3 separate regions of the Gossypium hirsutum genome follow, and all the other regions are linked to region 3. A link is a contact called in public Hi-C data. All regions are on one chromosome and are shown on one strand. Each heading gives the region's core, a stretch centred on a gene start, on an enhancer-like site or on the middle of the called end of the contact. The rest is flanking DNA. Distances are from core to core; before and after follow the strand shown. Region 1 holds the start of LOC107954545 (DEAD-box ATP-dependent RNA helicase 8). Region 2 holds the start of LOC107956477 (60S ribosomal protein L36-2). Region 3 holds the start of LOC107952769 (U-box domain-containing protein 33).

Region 1 (3,682 bases), core at 46-2,545, 200 kb before region 3:
CCAAAAATACAATAATTCAAGATGCACAAGATCTAAATGAGATTGGTTCTCAAATAAAAAAAATGGATTGAGTCCCTATCTCAATCTCGGAAGTAGCATTGGCCTTTTCACAAATGAAAGAGGAAACTCCTCTCAAACAAATTGCTGCTGAAGCAGCAAAGGTTTCAAAAAATAAAGAGATTGTTTTACACAAACCAAAATCTCTTAAAAATGTTTTAAAAGAGACTTCTCTCCTAGATGTTTTTCCAAAAGAGATAGCAGTGTCTTCACAGACTGCTACACAAAAATCTTCACAAATTTTCCAAACAAATATTTTGAAAAATTATTGTTATGAAGGAAGAATTTTCAGAAAAACATCCACAAATACTTGCAAAAGAACTTTTCAAATATAATCTAATATTAGATTAATATTAAATTTAATATTAAAAAGATTAAGTTTAATCATAGTTGAACTCTCTAAACTTTTCTTATATAAAGAGAACATTATGTCATTATTTTTGACACATTTGAATTCAAGAGAAAGTTGTAGAGAAAAAATTCTCTAAAAAGATTATTTTAAAAAATTTTCTAATTTGAAGCGAGCCCAAACTAAACAGACGTGAGCTTGAGGATAACGGATTTATTATTTTAGATATCACAATTAAGATCTTATTTTGAAAAAAATTTTAAAACTCTATTTTTCCTAAATTTATTTTTCGTTGCGTTTTCCAAACCCGTTTTTTCTAACAATTTGGTTGTTGGGTCTCTTATCTCTAGTGAAGGCTGTTTTAACCATGATGTACTGAAGATTTAACTTAGCTCTGATACCATGAAAATTTTCAAGAAACTATTTCAATAAAACTATACTGTCTTTATTACGTAAAGAGCTGAGTTTAAATAAAAAAAAGACTCAGAACATAGCTAGAAAAATAGTTTCCTTATTCAGTAAACTATTAAAAGATAAAAAAAAAGTCTTCATAAAAAATCTCAATTGATTATTCTAAGATTATATATCTAAATAACTTAAAAATTATCCCAAAATATACAAGAGTTCCCAAAATATACGGGTTTTCAACACATATTTTGACAAAGTTACCCACTTATTAGCTAAATTTTGATTTTGATTTGTGCCTTGACATTTTTTAACAGAAATTTTAAGCACGAGTAATGTGGTTAACCCAATGAAATTACATGTACTAAATTGACAATTTAGATATTATGCCAGGGCCAAACACCATATTAACCCAAATCTTTTCTTTATCTCTGCAAAGCCCATTAACGACTCTAAAATTAAAAAAAGAAAAAATTCCATTTGGTGTCTTCTCTATGGTCAATAAAACCATCAGTATTCATTCAAATTTACGATCTAACCTTCTTCCTTTTTCTTCAACTAACAAAACTAAGCTTCTTTGTTTTGATTTAGGACGACCCTCGGTTTTGCCATTATTTACGGCGTTGCCTCTTTGTAAGAAACCCTAGTGTTCGATTTTTTTTTTGGTAGTTGTGTTCGGATTTTTCTAGAGTTTCGTATCTTTTTTTTTTTGGAGCTTAGGATTGTGATATGAATAGTAGAGGGAGGTATCCACCACCGGGGATCGGCGTTGGCCGGGGGGGCGGAGTGAATGCTAACCCTAGTTTTCAGTCCAGGCCGTCGCAGCAACACTACGTGCAGAGGAATTTGGTTCATAATCAGCAGCAGTTTCAACAACACAATCAGCAGCATTTTCAACAACAACAACAGCATCAACAACAACAGCAGTGGCTCAGGCGTAACCAGTTACCCAGCGGCAATGACTCCAGTGTCATCGATGAGGTCGAAAAGACCGTACAATCGGAAGCCGTTGACTCGAGGTCCCTTTTGAATTTTATTTCTTGTCTATTTTTTGTTATATTTATGCCTAATCTTTTTTTTCTTTTGTATCCTATGGCATTATCTCTCTTCAGTTCTACAGTTTTTGAGTGCTCCTAGTGTGCTTAGGAAATAGTTTTTATGGTTTGATTTATTCCCAAACTTTCCATTTGTTAGGAAGGACTTGACGAGGGAAGGATGGAATTTGCGTATTGCTTTCATGGTTACTCTTCGCTTATTTGTTGTTAACCTGTTAACATTTCTTTTTTGTATAGCTATCAGTTCTCTTCTATATGCAATAGATTGAACGTTTAAAACTTCATCTTTAGATACTCCTACAAATTTTGGTTTTCAGTTTTCTTGTTTCTGTCTTTACATTTAACGACATCATTTTATTTTGCATGGTTTTAAAATCTAATGTACATTTTCCTCTTTCAGTTCACAAGATTGGAAGGCCAGGCTAAAGATACCACCAGCAGATACCCGCTACAAAACAGAGGTATGTCCGTAAATGGTATTTTTCTTGTCTAGGTACTAAATTGACTACTTTCTTGAAGAATCTGCTTTTATCAGTTATGTTTTTATCGCAGTTGTGGTATAGGTTATGAATATCACCTAGATAATCATCATCCTAATAACTATTCATCATACCTTCATGAAACTATAAAAATTGTTCTCTGCTCTTCTGAATGGTAAAGAATAAATTGCTTTCTTAGGGCATTCTAGAAATGCAGGTGGATTATTTTCTTTTGCTTCCAACTATCCTGTTGTATATATAGCCACATACTAGCATAATCACAATTATAAATGGTCGGTTTCCAGAGTTCTTAACTTGGGGAAGGTTATACCTAATTCTATGGTGTTGAGGCCTTCTGGTTTGAACTTGCATATCGAAGAACTGTTTTAGGCAAGCATTACTCATTTCTTGGAAGCATATCATCTGTTTTTTGGTGACATATATCTCATCACTAAGCATGATAGTGGTGCAATTGTTTTTTGTAGATTTTTCAAATGTTATAATTACCTGTTTACATACTAAACTGCCTATTAAATTGCTGCCAGGATGTGACAGCTACTAAAGGAAATGAATTTGAGGACTATTTTCTGAAACGTGAACTTCTTATGGGAATATATGAGAAGGGTTTTGAAAGACCATCTCCTATTCAGGAAGAGAGTATTCCCATTGCTTTGACCGGAAGTGATATTCTTGCCAGAGCCAAAAATGGAACTGGAAAGACAGCAGCATTTTGCATTCCCGCCTTGGAAAAGATTGACCAAGATAACAATGTTATTCAAGGTTAAATAACCATTTATATATTCTCTTTTTTTTCTTTTGTCTGCATCTATAATTGGTGCAGTTAAATGGGAATGGGTACTTCAAGTGGGAAAGAGGCTTGAATGCCATTTTCTGCATATTGTTAACTGAGATTTGAATTATGGGAATGGGCATGGATGGACATGGTAGAGTGGGGGCCCAAACACCGCACCTGTTCCTGAAGCAAGTCCATCTTGTCTTCCTTCAGGCAAATAGTTGCAACTTTTGTTTTAGTACAGACATAAACATTTGCTTATCTTTCCAGGCTAAGTTTTTGCTTGAATCCTTTTTTGGATATTTATTTTTGGTGGGCAGCCAAAATCCTTTTTGGCTTCATTTGACATATGTATCATTTTCATGTCTTCTCTATTTGATGCTGGTACTTTTGGCCCAAGAAGTTACTTGAATTTATTTTTCTTCTTATTATACAAAAATTATCTGTTCAGTTCCTGTGTTTACCCAAAATATATGTTTTTGTGCAGTTGTTATACTTGTTCCAACTCGAGAACTGGCTTTGCAGACATCACAAGTGTGCAAGG
Region 2 (3,463 bases), core at 102-2,601, 150 kb before region 3:
CAACTATGACTGCAGAGATGAACACAGCGGCCGCTCGAGTGAGTCCATCGGTTTATGAATGCCGTTATGTTGTTCAAAATTGGATCGGATTCATAGGTGTTTGTTCACAGCTGGTTGGGTTCGGTTGAAGGGTTGGATTTTTGGGGTAGTTCATTATTCAATTCATTGGTTTTGCAGGACGAAATTTGGATGCAATGCTAATTGTAAACACAAAAAGGTGTTTATGTAAAAGAACATTGAACATCACACAATCAGCAGTAGTGGAAAAGGGTTATTTGATAGCCCCACATGGTTTGACAGAGGATAGTGGATAGCCAGTTCCAGGATGCACAATTCTGGTGTGCAGAGGAAAGGAGTGTGCCCTCAAATTGGGAAGGAATCCCTTGCCTCATCAAACATACATCACTCTCCTAATAAAAAAAAACTCACAAGCCAGCTATGGCTATCAACACTAGAGTTTTTCATCTTCTGAACTAAACTTTCTCAAATTACTTCAATTTTCACAAATTAAAACATGAGAAAAGAAAGTCTACCGTCTGTTCATACACAACTAAAGTTTCTCAAATTACTTTCAACTACCATTTTCACAAATTTTGAAATTATGGACTAAAACAAGCTAAAGGGAAGTGATTTTGACCCACTAATTCATTTCAAATATAAAAAGAAGCTTGAGATACCCGGAATTCCATTCAAACATCACTCAATGAACCACTCCTTACTATGAAACGCCTCAAGGGTTTTGTTGGAGAAGAAGTTGAGGAAGATGATCTGAAAGCTTCAACCTTATCCTTGCATTTGGTGTTGTCTCCTTTGTTCTCTTCCAAACACTTCTCCATGGCCTCAGAATTGGCTTGCGACAATCTCTTCTTCTCTGTCACATTCACACCACCACTCACCGCATTCACCTCTTTCTCTTTATCCATTGCCTCAATAAATTTCACAAACTCAACTAAAACCCACAAATAATTTCCATGAGAAATTAAACAAGGCAAAAGACGATAAAAGAAAAGAGATTCTGGGTTTCATTGTTTCAATAGTTTGGTTAGGATAGAAGAAGCATGTTTTCGAGAGGAAACAAAAAATCAAAAAGAGAGAAGATATAGTTAGCAAGATAAAAACATGGTTTCGTCTGATATTAACTAAAAAACTAATGAGAAATACATCTAAAACAAGAAGAACATAAGGGTAAAAATGAAAAAGTGGGAACTTTGAACTTACTCAGATAAAGCTAAATGATGGGAGTAGTGAAGTTTGCAGATGAAGAGAGCGTTGGAGAAAGGCTTTGTTTTAAAGAGAGATGGAGCAAGAATTAGGACTTACAGAGAAAGGTATTGGAATATTTTCTCGAAATAGTCGTTATATATAACACACATAGATATTTCATATTTAGTCGGAGCAATACTCTTTAGGTTATCTTGGTTAAATTCTGCTGTTAGTCCCTGTACTTTGTAGAAATTATGGATTTAATTTTTATATTTTAATTTGGTATTTTTAGTCCCTGTACATTTAAATTTTACATTTTCAAAATAGGAGAATATGGGTTAAATCTACAACTATATGCACAATAGAAGACTAATAACTGAATTTAATTGTTACTATTTGAATAAGGATTAAAATTTTAAATTTTTAAAAATACAGTAACTAAAATTAATTAAATTAAAATATAAATATTAATTATTTTAAATCTAATTATATAAAAATGGAAAAATAAATTAAAAATAACATTTTAATAAATAGAAGAAGGAGATTATAAATTAATTTAAAGATGTATTAAAAAGAAAGAAAAGGAAGACATGAGTTTGTAATTCTCCCATAAACTGAAATGAAAATTGTGCTCTCAAATGGGGTTAAGTAGATGCAGATAGGGTTAATAGGATAGTTTAGAAACCAAAAGGAAATTAAAAAGAAAATTATTTATTTAAATCTTTACCTACCAGTTTAGCATTTGGATTGTGTGAATCATAAAATAATGTTGATGTATGTGAATGTGTGTGTTAGTGGGTCGAGAAATTAGTCGCGATCAAAGATATTATAATATACTCTAATAAATTTAAAAGCTCATATAATATATTAAATTAGGAATTAATTGTGTTTAAAATTTAAATATAAATATTTCTATCATATTTGAGATTATCTAATTTTAAACTATTTTAGAAATATAAATATACAAATATTTATTCGATTCTGGTACGCGAGTATGAGACTTGGGATGTTTGGTTGGCGGACTCTGTTGCGTGTTGAACTATAACTTCTATGTTGCTTTGACTGGATTTTGTTTTTCTACTTCTTTTTATAAATTCTTTATTCTTTTTAGGGAGCTTAATTTAATTATAATTTTTTCAGTAAAAATATAAATTCATGCATTTATAATTTTTAAAAGATTAAATCAAATTTTTATCATTTTTAGGGGGTTAAAGTATAGCATTATCTTTTTTAAATTTAAAATTTTAAAGAGCCTAAATGAAAAATTTTCCATTTCAGAAGGGTGTCAACCCCCTAGCTATGCTCGGTGCATTGATGTCTCTATTTGTATCACCTTTTGGTACTTGGATTTTAAAATTTCATTTATAGGTTGCCAATTGAATCTTAATTTGATTAGCATCAGTATTGTTGGTAAGGAAGATGTGAGTTTGAGTACGCTAATGTGCATTTATCTTTTTATTAAGGGTTAAAGAATGATTATGAGCAGATTTAAGCATGGTATAAAAAATAAATATAAAAAAATTATTTATTTGCTAAGAAATATATATAATAAAACCCTGGAATATATAGGTTGTATTTAAGAATGTTACTAAACCTCGTAAAAGTCTTTGTTTTGAAAATATGGAACAGAGGATAACGAATGTATATACATGGCAATGATTGGATAAAGTTGAAAGCCATATTGATGTGTGTCTTCCAAATACTAAAAAAAATTAAACAACGTTTAATTAAGGATATTAATTTCTAATAGCAAGGCAAAGATCTAATTTAAATTTAAGTCTTCTTTATTTCTTTTATGAAACTTTTAATTTTTTAAAATCACGCAAACTACTCTATTCCCACATTTTTTAATAGTCAAACTTGTCATTTCGTTGGATCAACAACAAGAGCTCTTCCACAGTTGTTTGCATTCACTTTCACTGGAATTCCAATCTATTGTCTTCCAGCAACAGTCATTTTCTACTCCTTCATCAACCAATGCCATCTTTATTTTATACAACATTTAAACCATCAAATCTCCCTCACAATCTTTACTCTATTAAGATTTTATTTTTTTGGTTAAGTTTAAAGTTGATTTAAATTATGAAAAAGATATATTTCTTTGATTTTTTTTTTAGAAAAAAATAAAGATGTAAATTGTATTACATCGAACTACTACGGAACGAAAGTGCCACTTGATATTATTATTTTTGTTAAAAAATTATTTTAATTATATAATTCGTAACTTTATTTTTTTTCTCTAGTAAATCTCTATTGTTCA
Region 3 (3,389 bases), core at 647-3,146:
TAAACGGCGTCGTTTAGGACTGGCTTCAATAGTCCCAAAACGGCGTCGTTTTGACATGGATCAAGCCGACCTGACTCTACCCGATGAAGGTCCGCGTGTTTCCATACCTGAGGGTCTATTTATGATTTTGGTTCTTCTGAGTTTATTTTCTTTTAAATTGACTCCTTTTGTTCAATATTATTGTCTTTTAATTCAGCCCTGAACTTTCGTGTGTTTTTTCGATTTCGTCCCCGACCCCCTGGCGCACTGTGCAACGTACACGTGTCCTGATAAGGGTTTTATTACTCATTTGGTCCCTGGCATTTACGCACATTTCCATTTTGGTCTTTCTTGTTTGTTTTATTGTAGTTTTTACCCTGTAATTTCATTTTGCTCTCGATTTCGTCCTATGTTTTGTTTATTGTTTAATCTAATTTTTTTAAAGACTCTTATTATTATTAAACTAACTATTATTATTATGGTTATCTTTGTTATTATTATTATTATTTTACTATGGTTTACGTACCCATATCATTTAACTTTATATATATATATGTACATACCTTTTTTATATATATACGCATGTACCCATTTATATATATATTTTATATTCTATAATTTATATATACATTTAGATCTATATATATTTTCCTTACAAATACACATACATTAATATCTCTTCTTCTGTCCTTTTATATACACATGCGTACATATATGTATATACCTATATGAGTTTATTTTATAACTTTAAAACATAAATATATGTAGGTCTTCATGTTTTTATAAGTATATATATGTATATATATATTTTTTTCTTACGTGCGCATGCATTTTTATTTATTTATTATTTTTTTTTAATCTGGGCCAATTTACCTTTTTATTATTATTTTGTTTTATCTAATGTTCATTTGTTTATTTGTTCACATGTCCATTTTTATGTGTTAGTTATTTATTTATTTATTTGTCATTATACGCATATGATGAATTTGCTTCATTTTATTTATTTATTATTTGTTTTTGCTCATATTATTTTAGTCTCATTATCTTATTTATTATTCCATTATGCATATAAATACATAGTTCAAAAAAGAAAAATGTTTCAAAAAGGGCAATGTTTTGCATTTGGAAATTCGAGAAAACATGCCCTAAGGTGCTGGGTGTCGTTTTTCTCGTTTAACCAAATAGCTTAATATCCTTTTAAAAATTTTACAATGAGGCAATGTTTTGCATTTGGAAATTCGAGAAAACATGCCCTAAGGTGCTGGGTGTCGTTTTTCTCGTTTAACCAAATGACTTAATATCCTTTTAAAAATTTTACAATGAGGCAATGTTTTGCGTTTGGAAATTCGAAGAACGTGCCCTAAGGTGCTGGGTTTCGATTTCTCGTTTAACCAAATTGCCAAATATCCTCTTGAATTTTAATCTTTGCTATACGAGTTTTTTTTAAGGATCGTATTTTAAGTTTCTTTAAAGTTTTCAATCTTCGACACTAAGACATTAAATAATCAACTAGGTACCAATTTTGGGCGTATCGAGGGTGCTAATCCTTCCTCGTGCGTAACCGACTCCCGAACCCATTTTTCTGAATTTCGTGGACCAAAACCGTTGTTTTAATAAAATCAAATCGTTTATTAAAAACAACAACTTTTCAAGGTGATCCAATCACACCTCATAAAAAAAGGATTGGTGGCGATTCCCGTTTCTTTTTTTTTCAAAACCCAAGTCGACCCCGTTTTTCATCATCCAAAAAAAAGTGTCAACAAAAGTGATTGCATTAAGAGAGAAAGAAGGAATAATATGCTTCCTATATCCAATCCAGTGAATAAAGAAGAAATGATGTTGGCTTGTGGAACCCAGCATTCACCATTGAAACCATGGGTTTATAAAAATCCCAGTTATTTTTTTTTTTTTGTTATCAAAGCCAAAAAAGAGTTCGGAAATCAAACATTTCCTTTTTGACATTAATACTAATAAAACTAAAGAAGTATTTGGGTATGGGTGATTAGTTGCTTGCAATGACAAGTCACCCAAACAGGTCTTAACGCAGGGAATCTTTTCCTGTTTGAAATAGTTTTATTGACCCCGTCTTGACTAGGAACTTGCCTTGAAGGTCTCCTTGGTTTACTACTTTTACCCCAGATAAATAGAAACAAAATTGCTTTGGCTTTGGCTTTGGCTGTAACTGACCCTATGTCTGCAACTTCATCGCAGGTGGATTGAGGGAGTAATTAGGAGAAGCATGGGTAGTGAGGATACCATATATGTTGCAGTGGGGGGAGTTGAAGAAAGTGAGCTCACTTTGTTATGGGTTTTACATAACCTTAAGCCTCGGAAAGTTTGCATTCTTCATGTTCATCAGCCTTCCAAAATGATCTCATCCAGTAAGTCAACTCTCTCTCTAGTAGTATATGAATTTGGACTGTTGATTTCTAATGGTTCTTTGAGATTCTTAGCTGCATGTAATCTGATTTTTTTTTCCTTCTTTTTCTTCCCTCCCCTTATGGAGTGTACGGAGTCGATGGGAATTTAGCTGAAATCATTTTTGATCAACAACAAATCAGAGGTCTAGAGGAAGTTGGAAAGGAAATGATGAACCGGATCTTGGATGAATACCTTCTTTTTTGTAGTCAAGCTGGGGTACTATTTCTTCTTCCTCTACTGACTGCTCATTTAATGGCTCTACTGAACTCAGCAGAAGACCGTGTTTGCTTAATGGAAACTTATTTACTTCCATTATTTATGGATTTATAGGTTCTGTAATCAGAGAGTTGTACTTTTTCTTTTTTTCTGAAACAGTTCTTCAATATTGTGTAGGTCAGTGCCATAAGACTACATATCCAGATGGATGATGTTGCAAAAGGGATTGTGGAACTGATTCGTCGGCACAATATCAAGAAGCTAGTGATGGGCGCAGCAGCTGATGAGCACTTCTCAGAGTACAAATAATTTTGTTATTAAACTGTTCTCAGTTTCCTTAAACGTTCATGAATGATCTTACTTTCTTTCTTCACTCTTCAGCTGAACTTCACTTTTTTATTGCAGGGGAATGTGGCTGATGTCTGAGAAAGCACAATATGTGAACGAAAATGCACCATTTTCATGCCAAATTTGGTTCATTTGCAGGGAGCACCTTGTCCACACAAGGTAGCTCACTGATTGTCACTAATGAGATTACAAGTTCCAATTGCTTCCATTGTAATGACATCGAGGTCTTTACTGCAGGTTTGAAACTGGGCAATCATCAAATGCACCAAGTCCATCTGGCTCTAGTTATTTGACAAGTTCTACTGAAGCTGCTGGTATTTTTGGCTCAACTGTGTCCGAGGAAAGAGAGGAGAGTGAATGTGAGATTGAGCTATATGATGTGCTTCACTCTGGAGAGGTTTGTGATTCTTTATCAATGCCCCAAT

Evidence for each region. Hi-C and Micro-C count contacts between places; a contact is called where the count stands out from the background.
Region 1: a contact with region 3 is called in a Hi-C map of leaf, with 1.7 times the contacts expected there. The contact joins the promoter of LOC107954545 here to the promoter of LOC107952769 in region 3. A contact is called at or near these places in 2 of 34 Hi-C or Micro-C datasets (both in leaf).
Region 2: a contact with region 3 is called in a Hi-C map of leaf, with 2.9 times the contacts expected there. The contact joins the promoter of LOC107956477 here to the promoter of LOC107952769 in region 3. A contact is called at or near these places in 5 of 34 Hi-C or Micro-C datasets (callus, hypocotyl and leaf).

What each region holds. Positions count from the first base shown.
Region 1 is chrD07:24,886,194-24,889,875 of Gossypium_hirsutum_v2.1, reverse strand. It overlaps LOC107954545 (DEAD-box ATP-dependent RNA helicase 8), which reads left to right and starts at 1,295. Exons shown (of 10, transcript XM_016890136.2): 1 at 1,295-1,830; 2 at 2,267-2,327; 3 at 2,891-3,125; 4 at 3,626-3,682. The coding sequence starts at 1,541.
Region 2 is chrD07:24,839,149-24,842,611 of Gossypium_hirsutum_v2.1, reverse strand. It overlaps LOC107956477 (60S ribosomal protein L36-2), which reads right to left and starts at 1,351. Exons shown (of 6, transcript XM_041096771.1): 1 at 1,219-1,351; 2 at 1-949.
Region 3 is chrD07:24,685,754-24,689,142 of Gossypium_hirsutum_v2.1, reverse strand. It overlaps LOC107952769 (U-box domain-containing protein 33), which reads left to right and starts at 1,896. Exons shown (of 10, transcript XM_016887939.2): 1 at 1,896-2,089; 2 at 2,191-2,360; 3 at 2,486-2,616; 4 at 2,794-2,915; 5 at 3,022-3,123; 6 at 3,202-3,361. The coding sequence starts at 2,219. It overlaps LOC107927220, which reads left to right. Exons shown (of 2, transcript XM_041096841.1): 2 at 2,075-2,199. The coding sequence ends at 2,199.